Linked DNA regions of Mus musculus: region 2 is linked to region 1. A link is a contact called in public Hi-C data. All regions are on one chromosome and are shown on one strand. The core of a region is the stretch at or near the end of the contact, and the rest is flanking DNA. Distances in the headings are between cores, read along the strand shown. Region 1 has its middle 250 kb from the start of Lmx1a. Region 2 has its middle 260 kb from the start of Gm51671.

Region 1 (3,382 bases), core at 429-2,928:
AAATAAAATAAAATAAAATAAAATAAAATAAAATAAAATAACTTTTCCAGGCTGGGAGACGACCCAGTTGCTAAAGTGCTTGCCCTAAAGGCATAGGGACCAGAGTTCGATTCTCAGAAGCATACACAGTTGGGCAGAGCAGAGGCATCAGACATGAGGAGTCCCTGGGGCTGGCGAGCTCAGCAGTGTTGGGGAATTGGCAAGCTTAGTGGGAGACCCTGCCTCAAAACTAAGGTGGAGACCAATACAACCATGAAAGTGAAGACCAAAAGCTTCCGAGCCAAAGTCTCTCGTGATCGAGAAAGTGGTGCAGAAAGACGTCCACAGTCACAAAAAAGAGAAGGGGTACATGTCACCCACTTTCTGGCAGCCCAAGGCAGGGCCACTCTGGATGTGGTCCAAATGCCCTTGGCAAGAGTATGTCCAGGAAAAACAAACTCGACCACTATGTCGTCATCCAGTTTCCCCTGACTGCCAAGTCAGCCATGTCAGACAAAGACAATGACACACTTTGTTCGTCATAGGTGCCAAGGCCAATAAGCCCCAGGCTGGGAAGAAATTCTATGTTGGAATAACCAGAATCAATCAGGCTGGCGGGGAGAAGAAGGCACAAGTCCGTCTGACTCCTGATTATGGTCCTCTAGCTATTGCCAACAAATCTGGGAGCACTTAAATGGAGTTCCAGCTCCACTGAAATCCAGTTAAATCCCGCGGATAATTCTTTACTTAAAAAAACAAAGGTTTATTTTAATTATGTGGTGTCCACCTGTTTACACAATTGATCACAGGCACTCACAGAGGCCAGAAGAGGGCACTAGATTCCTGGAGCTGGGGTCACAGGTGGTTGATAGCTGGGGATTGAACTTGGGTCCTCTGTATGAGCAGGATGCAATAGTAACCACTGAAGTTTCTTTCCAGCCCCAAAGATAGACTTGTAGTTAGAGGTGCTAGGGATTGAACCCAGGGCCCCATGCACTGAGCTACACTCCAAACAGCTATTGATCTTAACTACACATTATTCACCATGAAAACAAACAAAACAAGACATCAAAGGGAGTAACTGAGGAAGCTACTGGACATTAACCTCTGACCTACACACACACACACACACACACACACACACACGGAATACATATATACATGACCAAACACATATACACATACACAAAATAGTTTTGCTCTGATAAATAAATGAATAAAAGCATCAATGCAGTTTCTCTTGCTTGGCCCTTTCTCCATGTTAATATTAATGCTGTGTTTTACGCTGGGGAGAAGACAGTGCTGTTTGTCCCAGAGCCGGTAACGCTGGTATGGCAAACTTCAACACAGTGTGGAGTACAGCTTTAATTCTCATTCTTCAAAATTCTGCTCCTCAGATTTTTACCAAAGCTAAAGCAGTCATTTTCCCCGCGCAACTGGCCACGTCTGAAGGCTTGGCATTGAACCTTAGGGAAAACAGACTCAGGGGCCGGCTCTGACCGTGAATACAGGAGACTAGTGCCTTGCCAACACACAGGCCAAAAAAAAAAAGGAGAAAAATACAATCCCTTGTGAGGATGTGGGGGAGATGCACACCTTTTACAACAATTTGTATCACTTTTGATTTAATGTGAGAGAAATGGAATTCTCTAGTAGCCACCCCTGACGTATTTGCATGAGATTCTTGCGCCATCCAGTGGATTTCTTGTGAAATTGCATCAATCGCTTGAGCCTTAAATGTCTCTTAACCACCCTGTGTCAGTCACATTCTACTCCTTTTTGCTATTTGTATTCAACATATTGTATCTATTTGTGTAATTTTGAAATAGTCAACAAAAGTACTTATTACAAAAAAAATACAAAGGAAGTGATTTTTAAAACAAAATAAAAATTTAAATTAGTCAATTAGATAAAGCAAGGCAATCTGTATTTAAGTATGTGAATATCCAGATCTGAGTATCCTAGAACATAAAGTTCCTTGACTCTAATGACAGATAAGCTAGAAAAAGGACAGGCATTAATGCACCAGTTGGGATGGTACCATTCAGAGGTGCTGGCCGAGCCGATAGATACATCATAGTGAGAATGCCAGAAGTCAGAGTGCATTTAATCCTAACTGCCAAATGTCACAGCTTAGCAACTGCCTGAGCATTGTCAGTTGTTTTTCCTCACGATGCTGCTGATGCTCTGGCTGACTGGGAGCTGCGGCTGACTGACACTGTCCAACCTGGAGACGGGGTCATGATGCCTGTCACTAGCCAAGGAATTGATCAAAAATTTGAAATGTGAAGCATGCTTTCTGCTGAATTCACATCACTTTTACAATGCTGTAAAGTTCAGCCCTCATACACGAGACATCATAAGTCAAGGACCATCTGTCCTGGTATTGAAGGTACGGCTGGTTTTGCTGCTGTGGGGCACTTGTTGTTGTTGCTGCTGCTGCTGTTGCTGTTATTTTGTTGTTGTCGTCCTTGTTGTTGCTACTGTTGGTGTTGTTGTTGTTGTTGCTGCTGTTGGTGTTATTGTTGTTGCTGCTGCTGTTGGTGTTATTGTTGTTGCTGCTGCTGCTGTTGTTATTTTTGTTGATGTTGCTATTGTTGCTGTTGTTGTTTTTGCTGCTGCTACTGTAGCTGTTGTCTTTATTGTTATGATTAAACATTGGCCAGGCTGCTCAGTGGGTAAAGATGCATGCAGCACAAACCTGCCAATCCTAGTTTGTGCCCTATATTCCATGTAAATAAAGATGGAAAGAGAAAACCAAACTGACCTCACGAAGTCGTCTTCTGACCTCTGCGTGTTCAACACACAATAATAATGATGATGACGACGGTGATGGCCATGATGTTTTAAAAATGAAACAGTAAAAAATATCCGGTAAAGCAAAGAATTGTTTCTAGGTTCGTTGAACACTGACCTTTCGCAAAAAAAGGCATTCATGAACAAAGTTGGTGGGGACAGAACGGGGTCTCCTGAACTGCTCACTGCATCTTAGGATATCTACCAGCCTAGCCACACGAAGCCTAGCCACAGAAGCTAACAGGAAACAAAACATCACAAGTTCCTGAAGATCCCAGAGGACAGAACCTGGCAGATTCCCCGGTGACCTGGACCCTCCTGGGAGCATAAGAGTCTCTTAACCAGATGTTCTCTGTGACCTGAAGCTGTGCTATCTTCGTGTCCTTCTGTGTGGACAATGTGTTATTTTCCTTGGGATACATGAACAAATATGTATTCACTCCACATAGTCCACCAATGCCAGACCAAAGAAATCATTTCATCCAAGTCCAATTTGGTAATAATAATAACTTTATTAGAGTTACCTACAGGATCATGAGAAATTTATGGGCAGCTACTCCACCTAGGAATATCTCCATTCGCCAGAAACTGTTAACCACTTAGGTAT
Region 2 (3,382 bases), core at 567-3,066, 140 kb before region 1:
CATCAAGTAAATGTTTCTGGTGACAAAAAACTATGAGGACCAATGTTATGTTGCATGAATTATGCCACAGGCACTGTGAAGGGATCAAGGGGCCTTCAAGCCTTCCCTACAGCCCCAGAAATTCCTCCTCAAGAAAATCTTTGGAAGATAAAGTCAAGGTAAAGGAAGAGAGTTTCCACAACTGGTAAAGCGCAGAGAATTAGTGTCCGTGAAGCACTCAGAAACAAAGAGGGCAATCATATCTCATACCTTCCCAAAGGCTCAGGGGCCATCTTGGAAGATGGAGCAGGAAGAATGTAAGAGGCAGAGGTCAGGAGGGATGGCGTGAAATTGTGTCTGTTAGACAATGAGAGGACCACTATACTCATGAACTTCTGTCTGAACAAGAACTACACAAGACCAAGCCTGTCAACATCCTAGCATGGAGTAGGAACACATTCACAAACTCTTGACCTCCACTGAAGAGTTATGGGCACTGCTCTCTGCTTCTGGAGAAGACCTGCCTCTTAGTGTGTAAGATAGCTTCTCCTTTGTCTGTATCACTCTACTGTAGGAAGAGGATGTAGAGTCTGCCTTCTTCAGTTCACCCCTCCACTGTCTGAAGAGGTCACGCATCAAGATACTGGAGCTGAGCTGGGACCTAGGACTGCACTGAGAGCCCCAAATCTTGGAGTGGAGAAGAAGCAGCCAGTCAATAATTTCAGGAACCAGAGATAAAGCCTTATTACAGTGTACTGAGTGAGAGGGGCCGTTTTCAGAGGAGAAATGGGAGTTCTAAGCCAGTCAGATGGTTGTGCACTGTGGAGAAATGGAGACCGGGCTTCTAAGCTGCCCCCTTCCAGGGGGATTTCGGTTTCTTTGCGAGCTGATTCAGGAGCTTGGTTCTCGGTTGAAAGTGCTCTTAAAAACAGGGATTGGGGAAACAGAATATATGATAATCTGAAGAGGGGCTAGAGCAGGCTACACAATGCAGGTAAGAAGTGCAACTCAGAGAGCCTCAAGGGAGAACTCGTCTGCATCCACTATGAATGAAGAAACCAACGCCCCAGAGTCACACTGGATGCATAGTCCCACACAAATGAGGCTGTGTGCAGGCAGCAACTCTCGCTTCCCCTCCTGATACACCTCTCTGAGGTTTCTTCCATGGCCAGGTCTTCCAGCACAGCTTCCATTAGCCCCTCTGCCGACTATCAGCAGCCATTTAAACGCCTCTCTCAGAGCCGAGAGCTGAGGCTCTTGGGCACTTAGGAGAGCTTGAGAATAGCAGACTTTGTTGAGTAAGGCCCTCTCTGAATCCTGAGGTAGATCAATGTCTTCCTAAAGATGACACGACACCCCCACCTTGTCCTTCAGTTTACTTCCTCCAAATGGATAGGAGGACTCACATGGGGTTTTCAAGGACAGTCTAAGCCACAGCCTGAAGATTTTTGCAGGGTTCTTCTTTCCGCTTTCCATGTGCCCATTACCCAAGGGCCGTGAGGACTTTTCACCCAATAAGGCTCTATCCTGCTTAGATGCCTTCCTCAGCACTCCACTTCACCACAGACGGCCTTGCGGTCAACGTTTCTGGCTGAAACACTAAGATAAAAATGAAGACTGTTTCGAGCAGGCAGGAGAGAGAGAGAGAAGGCCCAGGCCTGGAAACAGCTCAGCATCTTGCCCTTGTTACTAATAATCCTCCCAAAATCACCAAATGGTTTCTAGGCATTAAAGTTATCGTTTGCCATAAACCCCTTGTCTGTTTTCTGGAGAGTTTAATATATTGCAGGAAGTTTCACCCATAAAAGGTGATGGCTGTGCTCCTGTGAGTGAGCCAGGCGTCGGTAACTTATGACCTTCATAAATGTGAGTGGGTCTCGCGAGCGAGTCCATCAGTCTTTGGAGTAATTCTGCCTCGTAGTAAAATATTTTACTGTGCTCGCTCCTGTCAGCGTTTGCCTCAGTGATGCGGAGACTTCTCTATGCCTCTTGTTTGCTGTTCTTGCTCCATTTTCAATTACCTCACTTTCAGGCTCCAGACCCCAAGAACAATCTAAGCAGAGGTCCAGTTCAGTCCATTGTACTTACAGGGTTTGAAAAGCAGCAGAACCAATGTCTCATTATCTATCACTGTGACCTGGGTGTTCTCCCCATTCTAGAGGGAGAGGGCACCTGCCAAGAAAGCCATCTCTTTACCCAAGGCAAGGCTTTCCTTATCAAACGGGACTGTGTCTGAGAGTAGTTCCCAGGCTATAGAACATTCTAGAAATGTCGACCACCTTTATTACCCTGATGTACTATTAGCATAGCAATGAATGCCCACCTTATAATCCCAGAGATATAAATTGAATTTATCAGAGTCGTTGGCTTAAAATTGGACCAGAAAAAAAGGACTAAATATTTAGGCGTTTTGGAGCAGTGAAGGAAAATCTCTGCCAGCAAGTTCAAGTCTTAGCTCCGCATCCAGCTATTCATATGGTACTGGCTAAATTATTCACTTTCTGTATCTCAGTTTCCAACGGAATACATGCTTCTATAATATTGCATCTCAATGTCACAGTAATATGCAAATTCAGTACGCTACACCCAGCAAAGTCTATAATGTATGCATAGGTCCAAGAGGCACATCGTGCCCCAGAAACAAGCACAGTTATTACTTGTCAACTAAAGATAAAATTTAAAGTGCTAAAAAAAAAAAATTAAACTGGCACCCCTCTTCACCTTCAAGAAGTGCTGGAAATGTTTCCATGGTAAGGAATAGTGTGATGGTGAAGCCTTGGAGTAAAGCAAAGTGAGAAATGAGAATTAATACAGGACTCTCAGAACGTAGAAAGAGCTGGGTCTCAGTAAAGCACATATCGACTGCTCAGGACTGTTACTGTTATCCTGAGAAAAGGCAGGCAGAGCTGGGAGCTGGGAGCTGGGAGCTGGGAGCTGGGAGCTGGGAGCTGGGAGCTGGGAGCTGGGAGCTGGGAGCTGGGAGCTGGGAGCTGGGAGCTGGGAGCTGGGAGCTGGGAGCTGGGAGCTGGGAGCTGGGAGCTGGGAGCTGCTCTGTGCCACATTTGTGTCAGACAAGCATGGCGAAGGTGAAGGCAGGGATTGTTTGTGTGTCCAGCAAACCACTACTTCTAGAAACTACCCGAGGTTCTGGGAGATTCCAGTTATGTTTTTCATTCAACAAATAAGTGTTGAATGTCTAGTATGTTTCAGGCATGGCTGTGAGATACTTCAGAGAACAAGGCAAAGATCTCTGTCCTTGAGGAGTTACAGCCTAGGGGAGAAAGTTGTCTGCTGGGATAATTAGTTCTTCTGATACAAAATGGAACCTAAGATAGGAGAGGCTCTGCTTCTGGCTTGATCTCTAGAACTGAGGCCGTGTGTCACTGAATAGACATGCTATAGA

Evidence for each region. A called contact is a pair of places that touch in the nucleus more often than the background predicts.
Region 2: a Hi-C map of uterus shows a contact between it and region 1, with 5 times the contacts expected there. The contact joins two enhancer-like sites. A contact is called at or near these places in 16 of 484 Hi-C or Micro-C datasets (the HL-1 cell line, cerebellum, cerebral cortex and 9 more).

Annotation. Positions count from the first base shown.
Region 1 is chr1:167,940,422-167,943,803 of GRCm38.p6, reverse strand. No RefSeq gene overlaps it. Among named protein-coding and RNA genes, the nearest start is that of Lmx1a, 250 kb to the right of the region's middle. Within about 2 kb of position 1,678, at least 21 of the 459 cell types and tissues checked have an H3K27ac peak or open chromatin away from gene starts, as enhancers often do. A contact at or near this core is called in uterus, where this site is marked.
Region 2 is chr1:168,079,980-168,083,361 of GRCm38.p6, reverse strand. No RefSeq gene overlaps it. Among named protein-coding and RNA genes, the nearest start is that of Gm51671, 260 kb to the left of the region's middle. Within about 2 kb of position 1,816, at least 3 of the 459 cell types and tissues checked have an H3K27ac peak or open chromatin away from gene starts, as enhancers often do. A contact at or near this core is called in uterus, where this site is marked.